2 separate regions of the Ovis aries genome follow, and region 2 is linked to region 1. The links are chromatin contacts, called in public Hi-C maps. All regions are on one chromosome and are shown on one strand. Each heading gives the region's core, a stretch centred on a gene start, on an enhancer-like site or on the middle of the called end of the contact. The rest is flanking DNA. Distances are from core to core; before and after follow the strand shown.

Region 1 (4,978 bases), core at 1,489-3,988:
TGGTCAGGGCCCCCAGAAGGAAAGTCAGCTCCTGAAATGAGGCTGCCTGCTTACAATGTGGTCACGCCTGTCAGTCTCATTTCTATAAAATGTCCTTTCTAGAAGAGGAATCTGTGGTTAATGAGTCCTTTTCAAGGATTCAGCTCTTGGCTTGCTTTTTTGTTTTGTTTTTGATTCAACCCAGCAGGCCGGCTTTGCTTTGCTTTGGGCCGACTGAAGTGGGAGAGAAGAAAGAAGTGACCTCTCGGAACCTGAAACTTTGCGGGTGGCCGAGAACTTGGCCCCATGTCTCTGTTACTTCACATCTTCCTCCCCGCAACATGCAAACAACAAAAACTCACCTGCACCGTCTCTAATGGCTAAGCTGCTTTGTGCTTTTAACCTCTCTGCTGCCTACAAGCTCGTTTTCCTTGTTTTCTCAAGTTCTTGGATGGAGACCCCAAGAGAGTGTGTCCCGGTATGTCAGGGCTGGACACTGGTGCACTTGGAGGAAAGGATTGCTTTCCTTTGCTTGCTTGATTTCTGGAATTTAGCTATCAGAGGAGAACAAGATAAATTCCTCCAACCTAAAGAGATAAGGGAGCTGAGAGTCTGCAGGCGTAAAACTCAGGATAACATCAGTGGCTTCTGTAAAATTCCTCTAGTCTTGACCAAGGCTAATGGCCCACTGTTGACCTTTGTAATAACTCCGTGCTTCTGGCAAACAGGTGGTGCTGACTGGGGCTTGGGGTGTCATTCCAACTGGACTTCCTGACTCTTATTGAAGAGCTGGTCTCTCCAACCCAAGATGGACTGCAGACACAATACGGCAGACCTCTAAGCTGAAAGCCAAGAACAGAAGCCATGTTCTGGGGGCAAATACTGGCCCCACAGTCCCCAGCCCATCTTTTATTTCATTTGCTTGTCCTTCTCAAGACGTTTCACCCCCTGGCTTCTACAGGGCGCATCTTCACGTGCCACTGCAGTTTGTCTCCTTAGCCCTGATGGTCCTGGTTCTCTAACTTGGACCGAACCCATCAATGGGACGTTCGCAAAGCCCGCTGCCTCCTGGGAGGGCTGTTTGTGCTCCAACTTGAAGCCAGGTTTGTCCTGAGCTTGCCTGGTGGTGTCCATCTCATTCCCTGTCTGTGTCCCATTGTCTTTCCCGCCTGTCCTCTCTGCTGCAGAGCTGTGACCCGTGGCTTAGTGCTCTCTGTCCAAGACTCCTCCCTGTCTTTCCTTTTCCATGAGGGGTTATTTCAGAGGGTGAAACTGGCCTCAGGGGTTGTTAGATCTCTCCAGATGTCCTCATGACCTTTGCTGTGGGCCGTCTATACCCACATGTGGCTTTTGAGTCTCCCTCCATCCTGGCAGACCCATGAGAGCTGCCTCAGCAGCAGCCCACTCTGAGAAGTTCTTGCTCCCAGCCCTGCCTGCCAGAAGCAGTGGTTTGGGCAGGTTTACCTGTGCACTAGGAGCTTACCTGTGTGAGCCACCGGATGCATTTTGACCAAGAGGGGGCTTATCTGGGGCCTCCTAACAGAATGAAAGAGCAGTCCCTTGAGTTTCTTCCTAATTGTCAGCGGTGCTGGTGGGGATGCCTTCCAGACCTCTGCCTCCTGTGCCTGGGGACTGGGGCCTCTGCAGAGTCCACACCCCGCCCCTACAGGGGGAGAGCGTGGGCAGAGGCACCGAGTGGGGTTGGTCCCCTGGCTTCTGGTTCAAGTGTCTGCTTGGTCTGGGCCCACCTTTGTTCCTGAAGAGAACACGGCTGGTGACACCGCCATGTGCTTGGGAGCCATCAGTGGGTTTTTCTCCCTGCTCACTGACTGCAGTGCGGTGCTGGTAGGTTCCCTTGGGTGCCATGACACAGGCCGCCAAGGCTTGGCAGCAACCCACTAACAGGAGGCATTATTTTGCCCCCTCTCTTCCTCACCTCTGTTTGCTTCCTATGCACTTAACCCAAGCTCATGACTTGGGCTGGCTTTGGAAAAAGTAGCAGACAGCTTGCAAGGCTGGCGTGACCCTTCATGAGTGGGAATAGCACGTCACGTGCAGCCCTGAGGCCCTGGCCTATGGGAGCAGTGTGGGGAAGAATCTGGAGGCCTGGCTTCTTGGCCCAGCTTATATGCTTTGACCAAGTCATTGGGTTTCTCAGGACTTAGTGTCCTGACTTCTAGATGCAGCTGATGGGACCACCTGTTGTCTAGAACCTTCCCAGCCCCCACGTGTGAGCTTAAACCCACAAGTCTCTCCACATTTTACACCTGGCAAAGTGCCTGGTGTTTTCGCCCACTGTGACCAAGTCTCAGGAGAAGTAACCTGCAGCTCTGGAATTTGTCCCCGCAGCTCGAGGCTTCTGTCCCAGGCAACACCGAGCAGGGGTCTGACAGTGGGCGACCTGGGGGTCTGTTGTGCAGTTTTAGCAAAAAAACAGCCGCCTTGGTGTGGACAGTCGCAGGCCCACTGGTTGTGCCATCTCTCACCCATTCAGGTGGGCTGTCGAAGCTGCAGTTGCCCTGTGAATTCATTTTTGCTTGGGCTGTATCCACATCTCAGTCCGTTCTAGAGAAAAACACGGTTGATCTGAAGACGGGTCCTGTAGGCAGAACCCTGTTCCAGGTGCCTCCAGAGAGCAGCCCTGCGGAAGGCCAGCAGGCGTTATCTGAGTGAGCGTCCGATGAGTCAGTCCTGGGCAGCCGCAGTGGGTGAACCAGACCTGTTCCCTTCCTCCCATACTTCCTGTCGGGGCTGATGTCACATCACGGCTGAGTGAGCCGCGTGGCCTTTTATGGACAAGAATCGGCAGCTCCTTTCTCAGAGGAAGTGAGTGAGAAGGCCCCTCACAAAAGCCTGTAAAGCCTGTACCTGGCCTGAAATACCTGTGGTTGGCGCTCCCCCCCGCCCCCCTTCACAACCTGCGACGGGGCCTCCTGAGCTGGCTGGAAACACCTGTCCATGTGGACATCAGAATCAGCTCCAAAAGGCCTCAGGGCATTTGGGGTTTAAAATAAAATCCAGGGAGGGAATGGCCTCATCACTGGATATGTAACTTAAAACCTTTCTCACTGTTGTGAGGAGGCCATGCATTTGGGAGAGCTGGAAGGTGCAGAGGGCTGGGGTCATTCCGGTCAGTCTCCAAACCCTGCCCTGTGTCTCAGGCTTTATTCATCCGCCTCATTTGATCCTTGGAGCGGCGCTGCCAGGGAACCCTGCCCTCCCATTGCCTGGAGGCTGAGGGGCTAGGCGTCCTGTGGGGACGTGCAGGACGAGGGTGCTGTCCCGGCTCTAGGGCACCCAGCCAGCGGCTTTCTTCTCTCCCCCGTGGCTCCAGACACATGGACCGGTAGTTGTAAAGTGTGTTCCCAGGAACCCTGTCTCCACCTCCCAGGCAGCTCTGGTTTTTGTCTCCTACTCTTCATATGGGGCACTCAGGAAGATTTTCCTGAGGAAAGGCTGCTGCTGCTTTTAAAATCTGTATTGAATTTGTTACAATATTGTTTCAACATTTTGGTTTTTTGCTATGTGAGATCCTAACTCCCTGACCAGGGACTGAACCAGAAGGCATTGGAAGGCAGAGTCTCAACCACTTGACCACCAGGGAAGTCCCTGCTGCAGCTTTTAAAAGAGTTGAAAATCACTGCAGAGATTCGTGTTCCTGTCTCTACCCTGTCCCTGCTGAGGAAGGATCAGGGCAGGAGAGGTTCAGGGGCCCTAAGTCAGACTACTGTCTTCATCCTGTGGGAGCCTGTTTCCCAGAACTGGATTTTCTCTGGTGGGTGCACTTCCCTGGTTCTGGGCTGTTGGATTCCTATCTGTCTGTCTCCTCTATAGTGGAGGAAGGAAGGGTGTTTTCAAATAAGACTTCATTCCACATAGGCTCAAATAAGGACTTGAGCAAACAATGGAGTGGGCTGGACTCTCAAGGGTCCGTGTCCCTAGAGAGGACCGTATGGGGAGAGCTTATGGGGTGTGTGTTAAGGAGGGTTCTGGCCGGAATGCACTGGGGCCCCAGCACAGTAAACCAAGCCAGGGGGAGAGTCACTGAGAATTCCCTCCACCCTCCCCCATCTCCTGCCTGACCCCTGGTGGCTCAGCAGTAAAGAATCTGTCTGCCAATGCAGGAGACCTGGGTTTGATCCTTGGCTCAGGAAGATCCCCTGGAGAAGGAAATGGCAACATATTCCAGTATTCTTGCCTGGAAAATCCCACGGACAGAGGAGCCTGGTGGGCTGTGGTCCATGGAGTTGCAAAGAGTTGGGCACGACTAAGCGACTAAACAAAAACAATAGCCCTACCCAGAAGAGATGCTTCTGAGTGCAGGAACAGAGCCAAATGCCGTGAGACAGGCTTGTGCAGACCAGGGGCGGTGCCTGCCTCACGAGCCTCCTAAGAGGTGCCGACGCAACCTTCTATAAAAAGAGAAATTGACAGGTTCTGGGGGATGTGGGCAGGTGGATTTAGGGATGCCGAGTGGTTGGGGCCTTCCCTGGTGGCTCAGACGGTGAAGCATCTGTCTACAATGAGGGAGACCGGGGTTCGATCCCTGGGTCGGGAAGATCCCCTGGAGAAGGAAATGGCAACCCACTCCAGTACTATTGCCTGGAAAATCCCATGGACAGAGGAGCCTGGTAGGCTACAGTCCATGGGGTCGCAAAGAGTCGGACACGACTGAGCGACTTCACTTTCAAAAAAGTGGTTGGGGCAAGAGTTGAGGAAATCAGAAACGCCTCCTGTCAGGCTTCCTCTGCAAAACTATTTGCCTCAGCAAATGTTCTGGCGAAGCAAATTAAGGTTTCTTTAAAGTGTAAAATTCAAGGGTTAGAGGGTTTCCTTTTAGGCTGTGTTGACAGTGGTACCTTGGCTTCAGGAGCTGGAGGTGAAAAGTCAGAGCAGGGAGAGCTGGAGATGGAGTGGGTGAAGCTTACATGAAGCGTTTGGTTCTGGAAGTGGGATGTGAAGTGTGTGCAGGCCTCTGTGTAAGTGTATCTGTGTGTGT
Region 2 (4,978 bases), core at 1,088-3,587, 110 kb before region 1:
TTCTTGATGAGGGTGAAAGAGGAGAGTTAAAAAGCTGGTTTGAAAGTCAACATTCAAAAAACTAAGATCATGGCGTCTGGTCCCATCACTTCATGGCAAATGGAAGAGGAAAAAGTGGAAGCAGTGACAGATTTTATTTTCTTGGGCTCCAAAATCACTGCAGACAGTGACTGCAACCATGAAATGAAAGGATCCTTGTTCCTTGGAAGGAAAGCTATGACAAAGACCTAGACAGCATATTAAAAAAAAAAAAAAAAAAAAAACAGAGATATCACTTTGCTGACAAAGGTGCCTATAGTCAAGTTATGGTTTTTCCAGTAATCATGTATGGATGTGAGAGTTGGACCATAGAGAAAGCTGAGCACCAAGACTTGATGCTTTTGAATTGTGGTGCTAGAGAAGACTCTCGAGAGTTCCTTGGACTACAAGGAGATCAAACCGGTCAATCCTAAAGGAAATCAATCCTGGATACTCATTGGAAGGATAGATGCTTAAGCTGAAGCTCCAGTGCTTTGGCCGCCTGACGGGAAGCTCAGACTCATTGGGAAAGACTCTGATGCCGGCAAAGATCAAAGGTAAAAGATGAAGCGGGCAGCGAAGGATGAGATGATTAGATAGCATCACTGACTCAAAGGACAAGAACTTGAGCAAACTCAGGGAGACAGTGAAGGACAGGGAAGCCTGGTGTGCTTCAGTTCATGGGATTTCAAAGGGCCAGACATGACTGAGTGACTGAACAACAACTTCCTTAAATTTAGTTCTGTGATGGTAATGGGTGCTGCAACTGTGATTGTATATTGCAGTATTATGAGGTGAATTGTTACAGACCATAACAAAAAGAAATCTAAACTTGGTTAAAATGCTCTCACCCTTTGTATTGTTTGTTTTTTTTTTTTTTCAGATTTTTATTCCTTATGTGTAAAATAGCTACCTATTTCTTTGGTGTAAACTCATTAAATAAAAATGATGTTGGGACTGGAGAGTCACTTCTGAAAGTTTACCAGGAAAAGCACAGTAAAAGTGGGTGAGGCTGTTATGCATATTTAAGTCCTTACCTTCTCCCTGGATAAGTGTTTCTAGAAATTGAGAGCCAGCCATCCTACTCTCCCTGGTGGCTTCCCAGGTAGTGCAGTGGTAAAGAATCCGCCTGCCGATGCAGGAGATGCAAGAGAAGCAGGGTTGATCCCTGGGTCGGGAAGAGCCTCTAGAGTAGGAAATGGCAACCTCCTCCAGTATTCCTACCTAGAAAATTTCACGGTTAGAGGAGCCTGGTGGGCTACAGCACATGCGGTGGCAAAGAGTGGGACACAGTTACGGACAGGGAGACACCCTTACAGAAAGAGATTTCCCTTATAAATGTAACTGTTTCTCACCAGAAGGTAACTTATACTGTTTTTAGAGCTTTTTTTTTTTTTTCTTTTAAATAATCAGCTTAAAATAATCAATAGACCAAAGAGGTGTATTTTGGGGTGGTATATTTTGCTGCCCTTCAAGGCAGCCTGTGGGCACCTGGGTGGCTGTGAAGGGCGGTAAAGAATGGAGGTCACAGAAGACGCAATTCACCAGATTAGGGTAGAAAAAGGATCTGGACTGTGAGGAGAGCCTGGAGGGAGAAAAGAGGAGGCCAGGTGACCAGCGGACTGACTCCTGCAAGACACTTCCTCTCGGGTTTGGAGTCTCCTCCCACCAAGAAGTGCCCAGTCAACTAAACACTTCTGATGCATCAATGGCTACTGTTTAGCCAGACCCTGGGCTGAGGTTACAGAGACTTCCTAAGTTAGAAAAGGCACTACTTGGTACAGCCCTGGCCAGCAAGGTGCACCAGCTGACTGTAAGGCCAGGTGAGTGAGTGCTCCGAGATGCAGTCACTAAAGGTGCCCCCGTGGCCCCCCCGCCGTGTACCCTGGTAAAGGCCTGCCACCGCGGTGGTGTGAAGAAGCCCGCCCAGTCACAAAGGGAGCCGGTCAAGTTTAGCCCGTGTAAGACGTAGCCGAAGCGGGTCTCAGCCCGGAGACGGACGCGGGGGGTGTCCCCAAATAGCCTCTGGGCACCTGGGGGGGGCATCACTGCACGGGCCTGCCTGCCCTTGCAGAAAATTTGCCCTCAGACGTTCGGCGTGGCTTAGGGGCGGGGCCGCAGTGTAGGACGCCCGCCCCGCCCGCGCCGGCCCCGCCCGCGCCGGCCCCGCCCGCGCCGGCCCCGCCCGCGCCGGCCCCGCCCGCGCCGGCCCCGCCCGCGCCGGCCCCGCCCGCGCCGGCCCCGCCCCGCCGGCGCCGAGCCTGCCCTTATAAGGTGAGCGCTGCCAGCGCGCCCCATCTGAACGGCTGTCGTCACCTGCGTTCGTCTGCCGGCCTCCTGATGCAGCCCGCCCGCCGGGGGCAACCTTCCAAGGCCGCACCTCCCAATGCCTTCCTGCCGGGAAACGCGCGCCTCGCCTTGCCTCCCGGGGAGGCGACCCGTGGGCTTCCGCTCCCGTTGGGGCGCGCAAGAGCCCCCCGATCACGCCCGGCCCGGTCCCGGGTACCAGCACTTTCCCCGGCTCCATCCCGCTCATAGGAGCCTTAGACCCGCGGAGCAAGCGAGCAGGAGTGGTTGAGCCGGCGAAGGGGGTAGTGCTGGACTCTCCGAAAGTTTGGAGTCTGGTGGGAGAAATATCAGCCCCCTTTCAAGGACGGCCCAGCCCACTCGGCGCCTGCTAAGTGCCTGGCATCAAACTCGAGTTTTAAAGAGTCAATTGCCCCTTCCAACTTGCGTGGTATGGCTTAGTAAGAGCCAGCACTGTAGAACCACAAGACTTGGGTACAAATGTAGCTTACTGGCTTCTCGTCCCCAAAGGTCGCAGAACCCCGGGTGTCTGTGACTCTGAGTTCAGCCTTAGCCCTTGGACTTGTTTGCCAGTGTTAGGGGGCATGGGTGCAATTGTTTAAAACAACACTGTACTTCTTCTCCACGTTGCAGTAAATCCTGGTTAACGACAGGAAGAATGTCTTGCCGGATTTCCCTGACATCTTAGCAATCTCTTATTAGCCTGGAACCCTTGCGCAAGAGATAGTAGCTAGGTAAATTCAAACACATGACTCTGTGTGTGTGTGTTGCACGCGCGCCTGCGCAGGCACGATAGAGAAATGATTTAAAATGAGTTTCCATCCACAGTTTAAAATTGCTATTTATGGCACTTGGCTTCCCATATATACATGGTCGTGACATATTCACTTAATGTTTTTAGTTTGAAAACATTCACACATACCAGAGTATAGAGAATAATAGTACAACGATTCTTCATACATTAATCTAATGTTCCCTTTAAAAATACACACGTGTTAAAACAAGAGGTGACTTTTAGAAGAGAAAAATAAGACAAAATATAGAGTGCAGAGGCAAAACTGATCTTGCTAACTGCCTGAGGCTTGGCACAGACCTCCTGGGGGTGCACTGAGCCAGGCCAGTGAAGGAGGCCCTCTCCTGCTCACCTGCCATGAGAGGAGGGGAGATGAGAGCTGCTGTCTCCCATTGAGAGCCCAGATTGGCCTTGGCCTTGACCTAGCACACCTGTAAATTCCTCCATGCCAGAGCACCCCACTCGGCTGCCTCTAGATTCAAGTCTTCTTGCCTGGGTTACTTCTCCAATCGCTTTGTTGGCTGCCCACCTGTTGGCTGGAGCCACCTGGGCCCCAGGTGCCCATCCTGCACACTGGGACCAGAGGAATTTTCTAAACCATGAATGTTACTACCTGTCTTCCTTATAAACCCCTCCATGGGTCCCTAGTGCCTGTCAAAAAAGACCCAGCTTCCATGGTGGCTCAGGTAAAGAATCTGCCTGCAATGTAGGAGACAAGCGTTCAATCCCCAGGTCAGGAAGATCCCCTGGAGAAGGGAATGGCAACCCATTCCAGTATTCTTGCCTGGAAAATTCCACGGACAGAGGAGCCTAGTGGGCTTCAGTCCATGGTGTCGCAAAGAGTCAGACATGACTGAACAACTTTCACTTTCACTCATCAAGGCAGCTTGCCAGTGGTCTGGGGTTCACAGACTTCCTCAGTTCTTTTTTCCTACCACTTTCTCTTTACACTTGACTCTCAGGCCTGAAGCATTTGATCATTCAGGAAATATATAACTTGATAGGATGCAGCGCCACAAATGGCGCTCGGCAGTGCTGAGCAGCACAGCAAGGCACCGGCTGTGCCCCGTCTCCTAGAGTTTACTGTCTAATTTGTTTGTTGTTCAGTCGCTCGGTCATGTCTGACTCTTTGCACCGTCATGAACTGTATCACACCAGGCTTCCCTGTCTTTTACCATCTCCAGGAATTTGTTCAGACTCATATCCATTGAGTCAGTGATGCCATCCAACCATCTCATCCTCTGTCTATGGGATAGTTAAATACATAAGTGTAAGAAAATTATTATAATGGGTCATGTGCTATAAAGGACCTACAAAGTAGCAAGAGAGTTTTTGCCCTTTGCCTAGAAGCCAGCCACCCCACTCTCACCGGCTCTGTCCTTTGCCCAGTGGCTCTTGCCATCCTCTTAGATGCTGGTACAGTGTCATCAGCTCCGTGGGGTCTCTTTGCATGTCTTTATTAGGGTTTTGATCACACTGAGGTGGTGATTCACATGCCTGTCTCTCGCACTGGACCATAAATTCCTCAAGGACATCCCTTACTCTGGTTGGTCTAGTGTTCTCAGTAGCTTGTAGAACGCACAGTGCTTAGTAGGTGAAGCACTGAAATTGTTGGATGACTATTAAAGCAGCAAGCGTTCACACCAGGACCCCCAGTCCAGGAGTAATTCAACCTTAAGTCAGTATTTATTCAGTTATGTTTGAAGGAACCATTTCTTTCGTTTAGTAAATCAGAGTGTGCTAAGGTCCCCCCACGCCCCCCAGCCTCCTTATGGACCAGTTGATTTACAGAGGCTGAGTTCTGTGCTTGACAAATCATGGGGCTGCCAGCAATTAAGCAGTCACCTTGCCCAGCAGAAT

The links. Hi-C and Micro-C count contacts between places; a contact is called where the count stands out from the background.
Region 2: a Hi-C map of blood shows a contact between it and region 1, with 3 times the contacts expected there. The contact joins two enhancer-like sites. A contact is called at or near these places in 5 of 16 Hi-C or Micro-C datasets (blood and tail adipose tissue).

The regions. Positions count from the first base shown.
Region 1 is chr3:180,403,776-180,408,753 of ARS-UI_Ramb_v3.0, reverse strand. The region is part of intron 3 of MYH9 (myosin heavy chain 9); the gene reads left to right. Among named protein-coding and RNA genes, the nearest start is that of MYH9, 43 kb to the left of the region's middle. Within about 2 kb of position 2,738, at least 30 of the 54 cell types and tissues checked have an H3K27ac peak or open chromatin away from gene starts, as enhancers often do.
Region 2 is chr3:180,510,325-180,515,302 of ARS-UI_Ramb_v3.0, reverse strand. No RefSeq gene overlaps it. Among named protein-coding and RNA genes, the nearest start is that of TXN2, 28 kb to the left of the region's middle. Within about 2 kb of position 2,337, at least 41 of the 54 cell types and tissues checked have an H3K27ac peak or open chromatin away from gene starts, as enhancers often do.